Regions from separate parts of the Mus musculus genome. Here regions 2 and 3 are each linked to region 1. The links are chromatin contacts, called in public Hi-C and HiChIP or PLAC-seq maps. All regions are on one chromosome and are shown on one strand. The core of a region is the stretch at or near the end of the contact, and the rest is flanking DNA. Distances in the headings are between cores, read along the strand shown. Region 1 has its middle 27 kb from the start of 9530052E02Rik. Region 2 has its middle 33 kb from the start of Gm32485. Region 3 has its middle 14 kb from the start of Gm32485.

The links. Hi-C and Micro-C count contacts between places; a contact is called where the count stands out from the background. HiChIP or PLAC-seq counts read pairs in DNA pulled down with a chosen protein or histone mark.
Region 2: a contact with region 1 is called in an H3K4me3 HiChIP or PLAC-seq map of embryonic basal ganglia, with 2.8 times the contacts expected there. The contact joins two enhancer-like sites. A contact is called at or near these places in 1 of 484 Hi-C or Micro-C datasets (embryonic fibroblasts) and 5 of 115 datasets of contacts at active chromatin or transcription factors (embryonic basal ganglia, embryonic forebrain, embryonic hindbrain and 2 more).
Region 3: a Hi-C map of Sertoli cells shows a contact between it and region 1, with 2.2 times the contacts expected there. The contact joins two enhancer-like sites. A contact is called at or near these places in 2 of 484 Hi-C or Micro-C datasets (the N1E-115 cell line and Sertoli cells) and 6 of 115 datasets of contacts at active chromatin or transcription factors (double positive thymocytes, embryonic stem cells and large pre-B cells).

The regions. Positions count from the first base shown.
Region 1 is chr8:10,977,939-10,982,800 of GRCm38.p6, forward strand. No RefSeq gene overlaps it. Among named protein-coding and RNA genes, the nearest start is that of 9530052E02Rik, 27 kb to the right of the region's middle. Within about 2 kb of position 2,118, at least 40 of the 459 cell types and tissues checked have an H3K27ac peak or open chromatin away from gene starts, as enhancers often do. A contact at or near this core is called in the N1E-115 cell line, where this site is marked.
Region 2 is chr8:10,782,016-10,786,877 of GRCm38.p6, forward strand. No RefSeq gene overlaps it. Among named protein-coding and RNA genes, the nearest start is that of Gm32485, 33 kb to the right of the region's middle. Within about 2 kb of position 2,671, at least 14 of the 459 cell types and tissues checked have an H3K27ac peak or open chromatin away from gene starts, as enhancers often do.
Region 3 is chr8:10,829,473-10,834,334 of GRCm38.p6, forward strand. No RefSeq gene overlaps it. Among named protein-coding and RNA genes, the nearest start is that of Gm32485, 14 kb to the left of the region's middle. Within about 2 kb of position 1,964, at least 51 of the 459 cell types and tissues checked have an H3K27ac peak or open chromatin away from gene starts, as enhancers often do. A contact at or near this core is called in the N1E-115 cell line, where this site is marked.

The DNA of each region.
Region 1 (4,862 bases), core at 868-3,367:
CTCCCGAGGACTCCCTGCCTCAGGTGTGGCTATTGACTCAAGCTTGAGCAGGTTTTCAGTCACGCCTGGGCCCTTCCAGCTAACTTTCTCCGGAGCAATGGGATGGGAGCATAGGGCAGGGTGAAGCAGAAAGACAGGGTCAGCATCCTGAGCCTGGCAGCTTGGTGTCCGGTCCTAGGAGAATGCCAGGCAAGAAGTCAAAAAGTTCCTGTCAGCTGCCCTTGCCTTCCACTGGCCTGCCTGGGGTGTCCAGAGGCGAGTTCACTTCCAGACGAAGGCTGAGATTTAGATCTCAGAAGACAAACCCAGGCAGCAATTGACTGGAACAAGATGGGAGACACACACTTGACTCACACTGAAGGCATTATGTGAACTTTTGACTGCCAGGGAGGAACTGCATGTGCCCACCCTGTCTTCAAAGCCTAGGGGAGTGTACCCACTTTAATAACTCCCAGGAGGAAAGCAACACAAAGGGAAAAGTCTCTGGTGGGGAGGGCCCGAAGCCGGCCTTGCTGTGGGCCAGGAGGACAGAGGAGCTCAGAGCTGGATCAGCCACTTGACCGGACGTGGCCGTGCCAGGCAGCGCAGCCGGAAGCAGGAGGCGAGGACACTGAGCCAAGAGCTTAATGTCTTCAGAAAATGGCCCAGGCGGGAGGAAGGCGAACGTCTGCTCTGAGAGCAGTAAACAAAACCCTGGCCACTGGCCAGCGAGCTGCTGCAGGCATGAACCGAACAACCCTGAGCTGATCCTCGAAAGTTCAGGAGCATCCGTGCGGCTGCCGTCCGTCCGTGGGCCTGCAGAAGCCACGGCAATGAACCCGCACTTGCTTGGCATCAGGACCAGACTCTGCCCAGGCCTGGCTGAGAGGGCACGGCAGGGGACGGAGAGCCAGTGATAGATGGCTCGGGCAAAGTTGACCCAGGGACCAGTGGTGGAAGAGAGAGAGAAGCCATGGTTTTCACCCAGGAGTCACATATGGCAAGCCTGTAGCTGGGTGCTTGCCCGTGGGATGGGTCTGTCCCCTGCTGACAACATGAACAGAGACTTCTGAAGTTCTTTCCTTCTTGGGAGCAAAAGGGCTGAGTAAATTTGTTCTTGTACAAACAAGAGGAGCATGAAGATGGAGTAATGGCATCAGCCACTTAGTCTCTGCCTGGCAGTGAAGCTGCTCACCCATTCCAGTGCCATAGCTCTGGGACAGTATTGCAGTATCAAGCAATGGGGGTGGGTGTGGAGTGGGGAGTGGGGGGGTGGAGGGTAGGGGGTGGGGGCGTGGAGAGAAGCTGGCAGGAGGGATGGCTTCCTCCTGACTTGGGCAAGTATGTGTTCAGCATTGGCTACGAAGGTGGTTTCTCCTTCTTCGGGCATTATGGAACTTTCCAGATATATGACAGATGATTAAGCTGATGACATCTGCATCAGTAGATAACAAGAATGCAGCCTGGTAATTTGAATTCGACAGCGTTGGGACGGCATCAGATCTCATTAGCATGGGTCCAGCTCCTTTGCTCTCAATGTCATCAGAAACCTTCCCAGAGATCCACAGTGACGGGCACACATATGGCATTCTGCCACAAAGACCTACCTGGCCACACACAGGACATGGAGCACCAGAGCTTGAAGCACAGCAGGTCAGCCCTAGAAGGACCAGTGAGGCCAGCGTTCCTACACTGTCCTTGGATGTGCATAAACGAGAGGCAGAAGGCTCCTGCCTTCCAGTCTCTGCAGCAGTGCTTGGTCACCAAGGTAACCAAGCCCTTTATCGAGCAGGGGAGCAGAGAAAGCCGGTCCCCAGGATTTCACTGATGCCTGGCCCTCCACCTGTATATGGGATCTAGCTTTGCTGCAGAACATATTGTCTACCGAAAGGCCTAAGTCTGTCTGTGGCGTGTCCTCAGCCTCAAAACAGTCCCACCTCCAAAGAAAAACCCTCAAAGAAAGCGTCTCCTATTTTCTGCTTAAGGTTGACTTTCCTCCTCTGGCACCCCTCATCCACACCAAGTTACAAAGTAGAGAGCACTCATCATCCGGACGGCAAACATCAGTCATGTCTGTATGGAGGCTCAACTGGACAGCTGTGAAGAGCAGAGTGGTAGAGTGGAAACTCGCTCCTCGACCTCCTTCCTGCCTCTTTGACTCGTTGAGCATGTCCCCACCTCAGGGCCTTGGCACTTCCTGCCCCACTCAATGATGCGTCCCTTCCTTTTCTGTGCTCCCCCTGTCTTCTACTCAAGCTCTGTTCTCTGACTCGACCCCAGCTCTGCCTCCTCCTCTCCAATGCCACAGTGATGCTGCACAGGGAGGAGGGGGGGCTGAGGGGGAGGAAGGGCCTCTTTGATGCAGACCAAACAGCCCAACTCACCCTGATTGCATCTAAAGGCAACCACCATTTGCAGCCAGGAGCCCCTAACATACTTCCTTTTCCTGCGTCTCTTCAGTGGGAGAGCCTGAAAGGCTTCCAGATTCTTGTGAACTTTTATTAACCAAGGTGGTTGTATGAAATCTGTGGCCTCATAGAAAAAGAGAGAAATGTCACCAGGCAGCAGTAGCATACACCTCTAATCCTAGCACTAGGGAGGCAGAGGCAAGTGATTGAGTTCCAGGGTCCAGCTTGGTCTACCGAGGGAGTTTCAGGACAGCCACAAATACACAGAGAAACCCTGGGTCAAGAAAAGAAGGAGGAGGAGGAGGAGGAGGGAGGAGGAGGAGTTGGAGAAGGAGGAAGAAGAAGAAGAAGAAGAGGAAGAGGAAGAGGAAGAAGAAGGAGGAGGAGGAGGAGGAGGAGGAAGAAGAAGAAGAAGAAGAAGAAGAAGAAGAAGAAGAAGAAGAAGAAGAAGAAGAAGAAGAAGAAGAAGAAGAAGAAGAAGAGGAAGAAGAGGAAGAAGAGGAAGAAGAGGAAGAAGAGGAAGAAGAGGAAGAAGAAGAAGAAGAAGAAGAAAGGGGGCTGGGGGAATGTCCCAGGGCATAAGATCATGCAGTTGTAATGAGACAAGCCACACAAGTGTATGAAGCTCTAACTGTGCCAGGATCATCATTTTTGGCCCTTTCTGTTGTATGTACTCAACTGTGATTCCCACACATGTAAGACACTAGTGGGTCACTAGGACTCAGTGATGTTTACTTAGGACAGCTCAGGGCTTTCTCCCCAGTGAGGTCATGCTTCTCCAAAGCCAACGGATGAGATACGTGCTTGTGCAAGTATGAGTGGAGATGCGGCTCAGTTGCTAGAGTGATTATAGCACGCACGAAAGCGGCCTAGGCCCCACCCTCAGCACAGCAGAAATGTGGGGTGAATTTGAAGCCAGCATGTGCTACAGGAGACCCTGTATCAAAATACAGAAAGAAGGGAGGGAAGAAGGGAAGAAGGGAGGAAGGGAGGAGGGAAAAAAGAGAGAGAAAAGCTATTCGGTGTAGTGTTTCAGCAGAATACAAAGCAGCTGAGTCAAAACCCAATGTGTGTGCTGGAGAGAGGGCTCAGCGGTTAAGAGCACTGACTGCTCTTCCAGAGGTTCTGAGTTCAATTCCCAGCAACCACATGGTGGTTCACAACCATCTGTAATGCGACCCAATGCCCTCTTCTGGTGTGTCTGAAGACAGCTACAGTGTACTCATCATATATATACAATAAATAAAATGTTAAAAACAAAAACAAAACCCCACTGTGTCACAGCCCACGCTCCATCCCATGCTCCATCCAGGATGAGTGAGGAAGAGCTGGAGTACTTAAGTTCTGGTCCCCTGGCTCACTCGCAGGACATCGGACAGGTTGAACCTCCCTTTACTCTGGGGTTTGAATTGTCAGGTTTTCAGGTATGAGATGGTAGTGAGTGGCAGTGCCTCTGGCACAGTGACTGTGTCAGGGACCTGGTGCGCACTCCCCTTCTCCCCCAAGGTTTCACACAAACACAGATGGAGACAGTATGCTGGAACTGATGGTGAGCCGTGAGCTCCAAACTGAAGACCATCAGCAGTGTGGACATTAAAACCATCTGTGTGGGAACAGCCTAGTTTTCCTCTTCTGGACACACAGTATGGCTTTCTACTGCCTTTGAAGCTGTCTCCATGGGCTCAACACTGGCCAATGAGAACCAAGCAGAAATGACAGGGGTCCCAAGAGTAAGCCATGAGTCACAGCAGTCAGAGCCTTCTCCCATGGGTAAGTTAAGCTGGGGTCAGGGGTGGCACACTGCTGCAGCCTTCCCTCCCTATCCTCACTCACTCCTGAGTAAAGCTTTGCTTTTGGCACACTAGGGCAGCTCTATGCAAAGCACAGAGTTGTAAAGGGATTCAAATCTGGTGGTATTAACATAAAGAGCTACTTTACAACCACTGGGCCCTGGGGTGAGAGGCTAAGGAAGACAGGAAAGGGAGAGGTTATATTGTATTAGTTTAACCCAACCACTTCATTCAGTGTAAAATTAGGGCTAGAGATGTAGTTTAGTGGTAGAAACCTCAGCTAGTGTGTGCTAGGTCTTGGGATAGAATAGTGTACTGTACAGTACTGCCTAAATAAAAGACTTTTAAATTGAACTACTTAAAACAAATAAATAAAAAAAGGAAACAGTCCTAAAGGTAATGGAGTCAAAATCCTGACTGTCCTGGTTTCATCCTGTTGCTATGACCAAAGCAACTTAGGGGACGAAAGGGTATCGTGGCTCACACTCCCAGGTCACACAGTCCATCACTGATGGAGCCTGAAGCAGAAACCATGGAGGCTTGCAGTATCTGACTCAGCTTGCTTTCTCATTCAAGACTACCTGCCCAGGGAATCATGTCATTCACAATGGGCTAGTTCCTTCCACAGCAGCTTAAAGCCAATACCACTCTCCACAGACATGCCCACAGGCTGATGCAGTCTTTC
Region 2 (4,862 bases), core at 1,421-3,920, 200 kb before region 1:
CGGATGGTAGTGTTGACCCGGGACTTGGCCAACCTCCACTCTCCACATCCTCTTCCCTCTGGCTCACTGCTACTCAAGTTTGGACTCAGCTAAGTCACTGTCACATGGAGGGAGTTGTGCCTTGTGGATATTGGTCCACAAGGTTCAGCCTACCCTTTTAAACATCATCAGCACACACCACCCAAAATGCTACTAACTTTGCCAGATAACCCCTGGAGTGGGTCACAGCCGCGAGGACCACTGTGAGGCTCTTCACCGAGATGCCTGCATGCTCCACTTGATCAGATGTTGCTGCATGGGGGAAGCCCAGTCTGGCCATCTCGTGAGACCCTCACCCCAGCTGCTGCACATCACCCTCCCCACTGCCACTTCCTTCTTGTGTGGCCCCTTGTCCCCCTGAGACCTTGTCACCATTTGTTCCTGTCTTCTCTTCTCATGTCACTCCTCCACACAGCTGTCTCTGTTTTTGTGGTTTATACAACCATCCCACCTCGTTCACACCTTAGACAGTCTGCCTCTCCCCGATGTAACTCCCCAATGCCAAAACATCCCATCGCTGCTCAGTCACAAGGCACCTGATGGCCATTATTTTACTTGTCCTTTTCAGTACATCTGCCATCCTGGATTATAGTCTGAAGCTTTCCACGAGGCCAGTTATGTTGGTTTTCCTGCTATGGAGGGTTTAGCAATAAAGCAGAGGCAGGAAATACAGGAAGACACAGCCCACTGATATGACCACCTTACTCCAACGCACCAGGGTTAGTAGTGTAAAGATGGGTGCTCTCCAGGACTCACAGGCCAATCAGACAAGTCAATGAGCTCTAGGTTCAGTGAGATAACCCTGCTTCAAAAATAAAGTAGAGAGCTCTTGGGGAAGGTACTCAGTGTTGATCTCTGACCTTTACACATAGATGCACACTATACATGCACAGCCCGAACCCACACATACATACAGACAAGCTGAGATCTTGGGGAAGGTATTCAGTGTTGATCTCTGGCCTCCACACATACATGCAGACCTGTGCATGCACAACTCCATAAGAAACTCGCAAATATACATGCAAGCTGAAGATCAAGGTTAGCCATCCCACTGGTTATGTCGAGCATCCACTGGCCACAGCTTTTCCACTCTTCCTCTCCCACTCATAGTTCATACTCTGACCTAGAGTCCAGGACTACTGCTGGCTTCCTGTGCTCTCTGGCTTTTGTGTAGGTTGTTTTTTTGTTGTTTTGTTTTGTTTTGTTTTGTTTTTTACCTGAAACGCTCATTCCACTTTTCCTACTAGGGAGCATCCCACATTCTTCCATCTTGGTTGAGAACCTTCTTCCTGAGCCTGATTCTCACTTGAGATGGAGTCATCTTCTTTTCTTGAGTTTCCAATACTTCCCACAGCTTCATAAGGCATCTCACCTCATGCTTCCCTGAAAAGGCTTGACTCCCACTGCAGAGTCTGGTGGACTTGCTGGCCTCCAGTGCTTCGTTACTGAGCTGTATTTAATTACACCCTGGGCTGGGTGAATGCATGAGTCTTAACCTATATTTTGTCTAGATCCATGAATCTCAAGAAAATGCTGCCCTACCCTAGCACCATGAGAGCTCTGCTGAGATGCCCCGAAGTGGTCACAGGCAAGACACAGGACATACTTATGTACAAATGCAAGAGTTTATTTTCTTTATAAAGTTAACTCTGGATTATTATGAAAATTATCACTATTTAAAAATATATTAAATACTGAAATAGACACCTCCTACTATTAAAAATAGCCTTAAAAAACCTTTCACATATAATGAAAAGATAAAAGACTTTTAAACACACTGAAGAGATAAATATAAATTATTTTTAAGGTCAAGGAATAGAGTTAGTCTTTAGGTATTGCACATAATTTGTATAGATGAAAATGATAAATTAGAGTTTTTCAGATTTATTTGTGTGTGTGTGTGTGTGTGTGTGTGTGTGTGTACAGTGCCATTAGAAGCCAGACGAGGGCATTGGATTCTCCCAAAACTAAAACTGTAGAGAGTTGTGAGCCGCCCAATGTGGCTACTGGGAACCAAACTCTGATCTTCTAGAAGAGCAGAAAGAGCTTTTAATTGCTGAGTCATCTCTCTAACCCTGGAATTAACATCTTTTTTTGAAATAATAAAGGTCACTTTGTGGATGTCTATAGGAAACAGCAGAAAATTAAACTCTTGTGATAGCAAACTTTTCACAACTTACTTAGCAACAATTACTGACTTCTGTAACCTAAGTACACACAGAGAGGAAGTAGTTTGCTATTTGAAGTGTGTGTGGTGCAATGATACATTACAGAGGTTGTTGTGTGTTCAGAAGCATAACACAATAGAACTGGTTGAGGATGTGTGGCCTCCGATGCCCCTTTAAAAGCCCATGTTACTTGTGTCCCCTCCTGCCCCCCACCAGGCCCATGGTAATACGTCATTTTAAAATTAATGGTCTGGGATGCTGGAGATGGCTCTTGCAGAGAGCACACACTCATCTACACACACACACACACACACACACACACACACACTTAAAAATAATAAAGCAAATATTCAAAGTAGAGGATTTCCCAGAAGATGAAAAGGGAGAATTTAAAGCAACAGTACTTGCCTTTGTGGAGGACTGGGCTCCTGCACCTCTTGAGAGGAGCCTCCTCTGAGGAGGATCGTTTCCATGGCTACAGAAGTTAGTCTTGCAATCACAAGGGTTCCTTTCCTGTTTTGTTCAAAACAATGAACTAAAAACAACAAACCAAACAAGGATTGATTTCCAGTAAGCTAAAAACAACAACAAGAAAGTCTCTTATGGGCAGAATGGCTCTACACTGCATCTGTTTACAAGGGCTTCTTTAGGCAGAATTCGGTGGCAGTTAGCCGACAGGAAAGAAGAGGGACAGGAAGCATCTGCATAGTGTACTCATACACGTGAAATAAATAAACAGGTCTTTAAAGAGAAAGAGAGAGAGAGAGGGAGAGGGAGGGAGGGAGGGAGGGAGGAACAACCCCATTCCTCCTCTCCAAATCACCATATACCAAAGATTCTGCTTTTGGTTGAAAATGTATTAAGATGAGTCAAGTCTTGCATCTCCTGTACAATCACAGATCAGGTGGATACTGGCCCTATAAGGTCTGTCTCTACCTTTTTTGGTATTTCAGAAAGTACAAAGGACCAGGACTCCTCCTGAAGGTCTATGCTCAGGTTCTCTCCACTCTAGCTTTGGGATGCTACAGGCTCTGTATGAACCAGGCCAAATATCAGAGAGAGGCTGCCCTCTGCCTCTCAGCTGCATCCTAGAGAGTGAGAGTGGGTGAGGTGGTACAACTCCTTGGCCTTGTGGACCCTGGCCCATGACTAAATTGTCTGCGATGTGCCTTCTGTCTTATCCCTGAGACCTTGCCGCACTGATTCATTTGTGACAGCTAAGACTGGTTGTCACCTGATAGATCCAGAAGAGAGAACCCTCGCCCACCACACTGGTCTGTGGGCACATCGATGGGGTGTTTTCTTGATTTTTAATTGATACAGAAGAGCCTAGCCCCCTATGGATAGTACCATCCCTAGACAGTCAGTCAGCCTGGGCTGTATAAGAAAGGTAGACAAATGTGGACCAGAAGCAAGCCAGCAAGCAGCATTGGCCTCTGTTTTAGTTTCTGCTTCCATGTCCCTGTGCCTTGTCTTCCCTGGATGATAGCTTCATTCTGGGAGCTGAAATACACTTTTTGCACTGGCTTCCCTGGATGATTCTATATCCTGGGAGCTGAACACACTTTTGCTCCTTCAGGTTGATTTTGATCAGGGTTTTATCACAACAGCATAAATGGAGCTGGGGCAGGAGCAGTGGGCAGTTGGGGTGTCAGCCACCACCTCCTGCAAGCCAGCCTTCCTCTTAGGCAAATTCTTCAACAGTCTCCGGCCTCCACCATACTCCACAATTGTGACCTTCTACCGGTTGCCATGGAAATAATTTCTGGATTATAAATAATGACAATGTGAGTTTCCTAGTTACCAAGTATGTTTGTAAAACGAATTCCAAAGGTACATGACATTTAATTCCAGCCTATTTTTAGAAACCGAAGGGCAATAAAGGAAAATATTTTTAAAGAATAAAAAAGCTGAAATGTTTCCCAAATCTCATCAGAGAGAAGTAGATCTATAACAGCTATTGGAGGGGAAAATAAGAGTTTTAGTAACACAGCGTCCTTGAGGTTCCGAGGAAAGCTCTGAGAGAAATACAGAGCTCTGAGCTAAACTGCAATGATCACTTATCAAAATGAGCCATTATAGAACTAACCACCATGGAAATGAGGACCAGAGCATCCCTCCACGATCGTGTGCCCTCTGTGTTGCAAAATGTTTCTATTTAAGAAAATCACTGCTACTCTTGAAAATAAAGGTTTAGCCTACTTCGTTCACAGAGAAATGAAAGGGAGGGTTCATTCCAAGGGAATGTATTACAAATGAAAATCTATCACAAAGATTCTCAAGTCAATGTCTAATTGATTTTTATAAAGACATCAAAGTCTGGCTCAAGGAAGACAGAGGCATGGAAACAGCAATTTTCTGTCCAGTTTGTTATCTTGTCCTTTGTGAACACAGTTGCAGGAGATCAAAGACATTGATACATAATTATCCCTTCAACTTTGCTACAATGTCTCAAAACTGGGAAATGCTTCTCTTTTTTTTGTTTAGAAACTTAGGTGGAATGGGATGGTATACAGGAGGGTGTGTGCATTCCTGGGGAGGGGGTCACATATGTGCACGTGAGTGTAGAGGCCAGAGAAGCCACTGGGTGTTTTCCACTATACCCCTCCACCTTGTTTTTATTTAGAGGTGCGGTCTCTCACTGAGTGTCACACT
Region 3 (4,862 bases), core at 714-3,213, 150 kb before region 1:
CTTGCTTCCAATTTTATACATAAAGACATATATGAATATATTTTCATAAATAGATATTCATAAATGTATATCTACATACATAATATAGGGCATATTCAAGACACACTGGCCTTTGTGTTTGCTTTTTTAATGTCTTTCTGAAACTCATCACTGCGTGTACTCTTTAAAGATTTATTTTATTTTTAATTATGGGTATGTGTTTGTCTGTGTGTGGTATGTACACATGAGTACAATGACCTTAGAGGCAGGAAGGAGATGACAGATGCCCTGAAGCTGGAGTTACAGGTGACTTGAAGTGGCCCTCTGGAGGAGTGGTGAGTGCTCTTAACTACTGAGACATGCTTCCAGCCCCACTACGGATGTTTTTAAACACTTACGTTTTATGTCTATAAAAATCCAGAATCCTCATAAGAGAGAAAAACATGTGTTGTTTGACTTTCTGGCTCATTTTGCTAAGATGAGGACGGATGATGATGGTGGTGGTGGTGATGATGGTGATGATAAGTTGTCTACCTCATTCCCTTTGTAACTGAGTCAAGCTCCTCTGTGTGTCTCTCTCTCATTAACAAATCTATTCTGCTGATGGACGCCTAGGCAGAGCCACAGCTTAGCTACTGTGCGTGAATGGCACCACAGAGCAAGCACATGTCTGCAGCCATCTCTGTGATAATACACTCCCCTCTTCAAGCCCGGGGGGGGGGGTGCTGTCACACAAAGTGTAGCTTAGAAAATAAGGTACAGATTCTGTCTGCAAAACTAGGCTATCCTGTTAGCCGACATGCAACAGAAAGGTTTGGCGGCAGCCAAGAAAGACAAGGGACACTGGTAGAACCCCCAAGTAGCTTCCCAATGCCTTTAAATACATGCTCCCCTGTGTCTGTGTTTGGAGGGGCCACAACTGCTCCCCCAGGCCTGCCCTGCACCCTCTCTTTCTCTCTGCTTCAGCACACTAACTTTAGATTAGAGTCTCCGACTCACCACATCTGTGTCACCTCAGAACCTTCCCTCCTGCCAAGAAGCTTGCTATCCACTTGGATGGACCCAAACCATCAAACCACACTTGAATGCCAGCTTTTATGTGACTCTCTCCAAGCATGCCACCCTGGTTCTAAAGACAGAACTAGACCCTCACTGGATATGCCAGAAGCTTGTGGTGTACGGGAAGTCCCTGAGAGAACCCTGTGGATTGGCCTTGGCACTCTCACACCTGGCTAGCATCCGTCCTGGCCCACAGTAGCTCTTCACAGACAAGTGCATTTTCACATATGCATTTCAGTAGTCGGGTGCTATAAGATTAGCTGTCTAGCATCATAGTTTACCGGGTATACGTACGATTCCTAATGAATACCAATGTGGAAACAGAGGCCGAGTGATATCTTGTGATTTCTGGAAGGCCACTTAGTTGGGACATCGGAAGTCAGTCTTAGTTTCCGGCCTGTGCTCCGGCATCTTGACTAGTGAAGTGTAGTGCCTAGTGCAAGCACTCAGATACCGTGTGTGCTCTAAGAGACTGCAGACAAAGATGCCAGCAGCAAGCAACCACAGCCACAGAAGCCATCATGGATCAGTTTCACTTCCACATACCATGCGCACGCGCACATGCCTGCCTGCGCATGTGCGTCTGTCTATGTGTGTGTGTGTGTGTGTGTGTGTGTGTGTGTGTGTGTGTGTGTGTGAGTGTGTGTGTGTGAGTGTCTGTGTGTGTGTCTGTGTGTGTGTGTGTGTGTCTGTGTGTATGTGTGTATGTGTGTGTGTATGTGTGTCTGTGTGTGTCTGTGTGTGTGTGTGTCTGTGTGTGTGTGTCTGTGTGTGTGTGTGTCTGTGTGTGTGTGTGTGTGTGTGTGTGTGTGTGTGTGTGTATAGAGGAGGCTATAGAGCACAGTGTCTCTCCTCAGGTGACCTTGTTTTTTGTAGGTTTAGTTTGGTTTTAAACAGCATCTCTTACTGGCACCTGGAGCTCGCTGATTCAGCTGGGCGAGCAGACTTCCCATTTCTACTTTCATGGTGCTAGGATTGTGAACAAGACACCACACCCAGCTTTTTACACGGATTCTGGCGATCTGAACTCAGACTGTGGCACAGCAAGCACTTTATAGACAGAATCATTTCTCCTGCCCCAGTTCCACAGACGTTCATCAGAGACCAGGCAATTCCCAAAGCCGGATGCTCAACCCATGGCTGGATCTCTCCAAAGACACAGCCTGCAAGTATGCTGGGGGTTCAAGCTCAGCAGTGTGCTGGTGGCCTGGGAAGTGGGATGACACAGGAAGGCTCCCTGAAGCATAGACTTCACCCACATCTATAGACAGACCAGAGATCTACAAACCTCAAATCACAAGCATTTTCCTTCTCCTGTCCCCTAATGCATGGAGATGTTTTATCTTGCATTTCTAATGCAGCCTTTCTGTTCAGTTTCAATGGTGATTAACAAGAACACACACACACACACCTGTGTGTGCATCTGCTCTGTTCTTGCCGTAGGGTCAAAGCAGACAGCTGTGCTATAGAGCAGGAAGTCTGTTTAGTGGGGTTCTGTTTCTTGGTTTCTTCTGTCTAAACTTCATTTGTGTGTAGAAGCAACAGAAATGTGCACATGAAACTGTGAAGTTCCCTGGCGACTGTCACAGCGTCAATAGCCCCAAACCTGACAACTTGCTAACACCAGAACCGAAACCGAGACTGAGACTGAGCACTGGTTTTGGTCACGCACCACCCCCACCCCCACCCCCACCCCCACCCCCACCCCCACAATGTCATCATTCCAGTCTTAAATCCTAACGCAAGTCCTTCCACTGACAGAAGAAGATCTGCCTGGACACTTGAGGCTGTGAACTCACAATACCTCTCATATGAAGCACTGACTTGCAATTTTAATGATTATCTTTGTCCAGCGAGCATGAGCATGACTAAGCATCCTGAGCCAACGTACCGAGGAAACCCAGGCTTCTCCTCCATTCCTACTCCCTCATCCACACTGAGACCTGAGGCAGGTGCTCCTTCCTGCCCTTGATCAAGGTTCCCAGAGCAGTGACAGAATTCACAGTTCTCTCTCCACCTACACAGGTTGGACATACACCCTCCGCCCATGACACAATAGGTTATACTCCTGGACCAGCACTAAGGTAAGGAAAATCATTGCCCCTGGTTCAGACACCACCACCTAGGTGCCCACGTATGTTTCTCCTTCCTATGATGCTGCTTTGGTAGTTGGTAGATAGTGTTATTCAGATTTCTGTTGTTATAACAAACATCTGAGAGAATCAGCTTAAAGAGATGAAAGGTTTGTTTTGTTTGGTGTTTTAGACACCCCAGTCCCTCATTGGTTGGTGTTGCCCTTGGATCTGTCCTGAGTCAGCAGACTATGGTACCCACATGTGTTAGAACATGACACCCATATGTGTTAGAACATGCTACATGCTACTCACTTCATGCATGGCTGCCACAAAAGCAGAGAGAGTAAGGGGCCAGTATCCCATAGTCCTCCTCTATAGGGCATGGTCCCAGGGACCTATAACGTCTCACTGTCCCAGGCTCATAAAGTCTAACCACTATCTATCAGTACTCTTCCTGGGGCCTTTGTGGACAGTCTAAAGCCAGGCTGTAGCAGATGGCACAGATCCTTGCATTTTACAGAGATCTTTGATTAGCAACCCTGGCTTCTGTCACTGGCTTGTGTGGTAACCTGTGGTAATAAATGGATGCTCATTTCAGGGCAGAAAAAAAGGAGCAAGAACCTCAGCTCAGGTCTTGATGAAATCAAGGCTAGGCTTAATCATTAAGTAGATTTGTTCAATTTTGTGTTAATCTCGTATCAGGGATTCTCATGGGCTTGTCCAGATATTTATGAAATAGCATTGGGTTTTAATGTCAGGACTGGGGTAGTGTGTGTTCAGATACCAAGGAGGATTGTGGGTGTGCCCGGGTATTTACTAAATAATGGTGGGGGTAAGAACAACCTTAGCAAGACCTTCCTGGGGTGGAAAGAGAGAGGGAGTAACCCAATTCACTAATTAACTTACTAATTAGTGAGCAGCTCACTCCTAGTGTTACAAACCTAAGAAGCACAGCATGTTCTCAGAAGCAAAAGGTGACTGATCGTAAAGGGGGAAGGTCAGTAGGACTTTAGGAGCCAGTGCTGGGCAAACGGACAAGAAGTTTCCAGAGGCCTGCTGCTCAGAATGGTGTTTTCTGGTAACATTAATACACCGCCTGTCTGAAGGCTCTTAAACAGGAAGAACGTATGTCCTGTCCTATGGGACTCTTACAGAGAAGGGAGAGAAGAAAGAAGGAGGCAGAGAGGGAAGGAGGGAGAGGAGATAGAGGGAGGGAACAAAAGATGAAGGGAGGAAGGGGAGGCAGAGGGAAGGAAAGAAAGAGGGAAGGAAGGGAGAAGCCCATTCCCTGCTGTTTCAGTGATGAGCACATCTGAGAGCCCCAGCCCCACCCACTGAGCTGCTCTCCAGGGAAGCTGCTCTCCTGGAGTAGCCTCCCCATAGCTTCCTCATAGAACAGCAAGTTACTAATAGATTCTTTCATTCTTCAAGGTCAAATTTCATTGAGAGCATCTTTCTGGTGTAAGCAGACATAAGGAATTTATTTTCCTCCCTCCCTCCCTCCCTCCTTCCCTTCCTTTCTTCCTTCCTTCCTTCCTGACAGCCTACCTTTCTGCTTTTGCTATTGTTGCTATTGTTACTATTGCTGTTGTTGCTGCTGCTGCTGTCCTTGCTGTTGTTCCTGTTGTTGTTCCTGATGTTGTTTTTACTGTTGCTGTTGCTGCTGCTGTTGTTCCTGTTTATTCCTGTTATTATTGTTCCTGTTGTTGTTATTGCTAATGCTGCTATTATTATTGTTGCTGCTGCTGT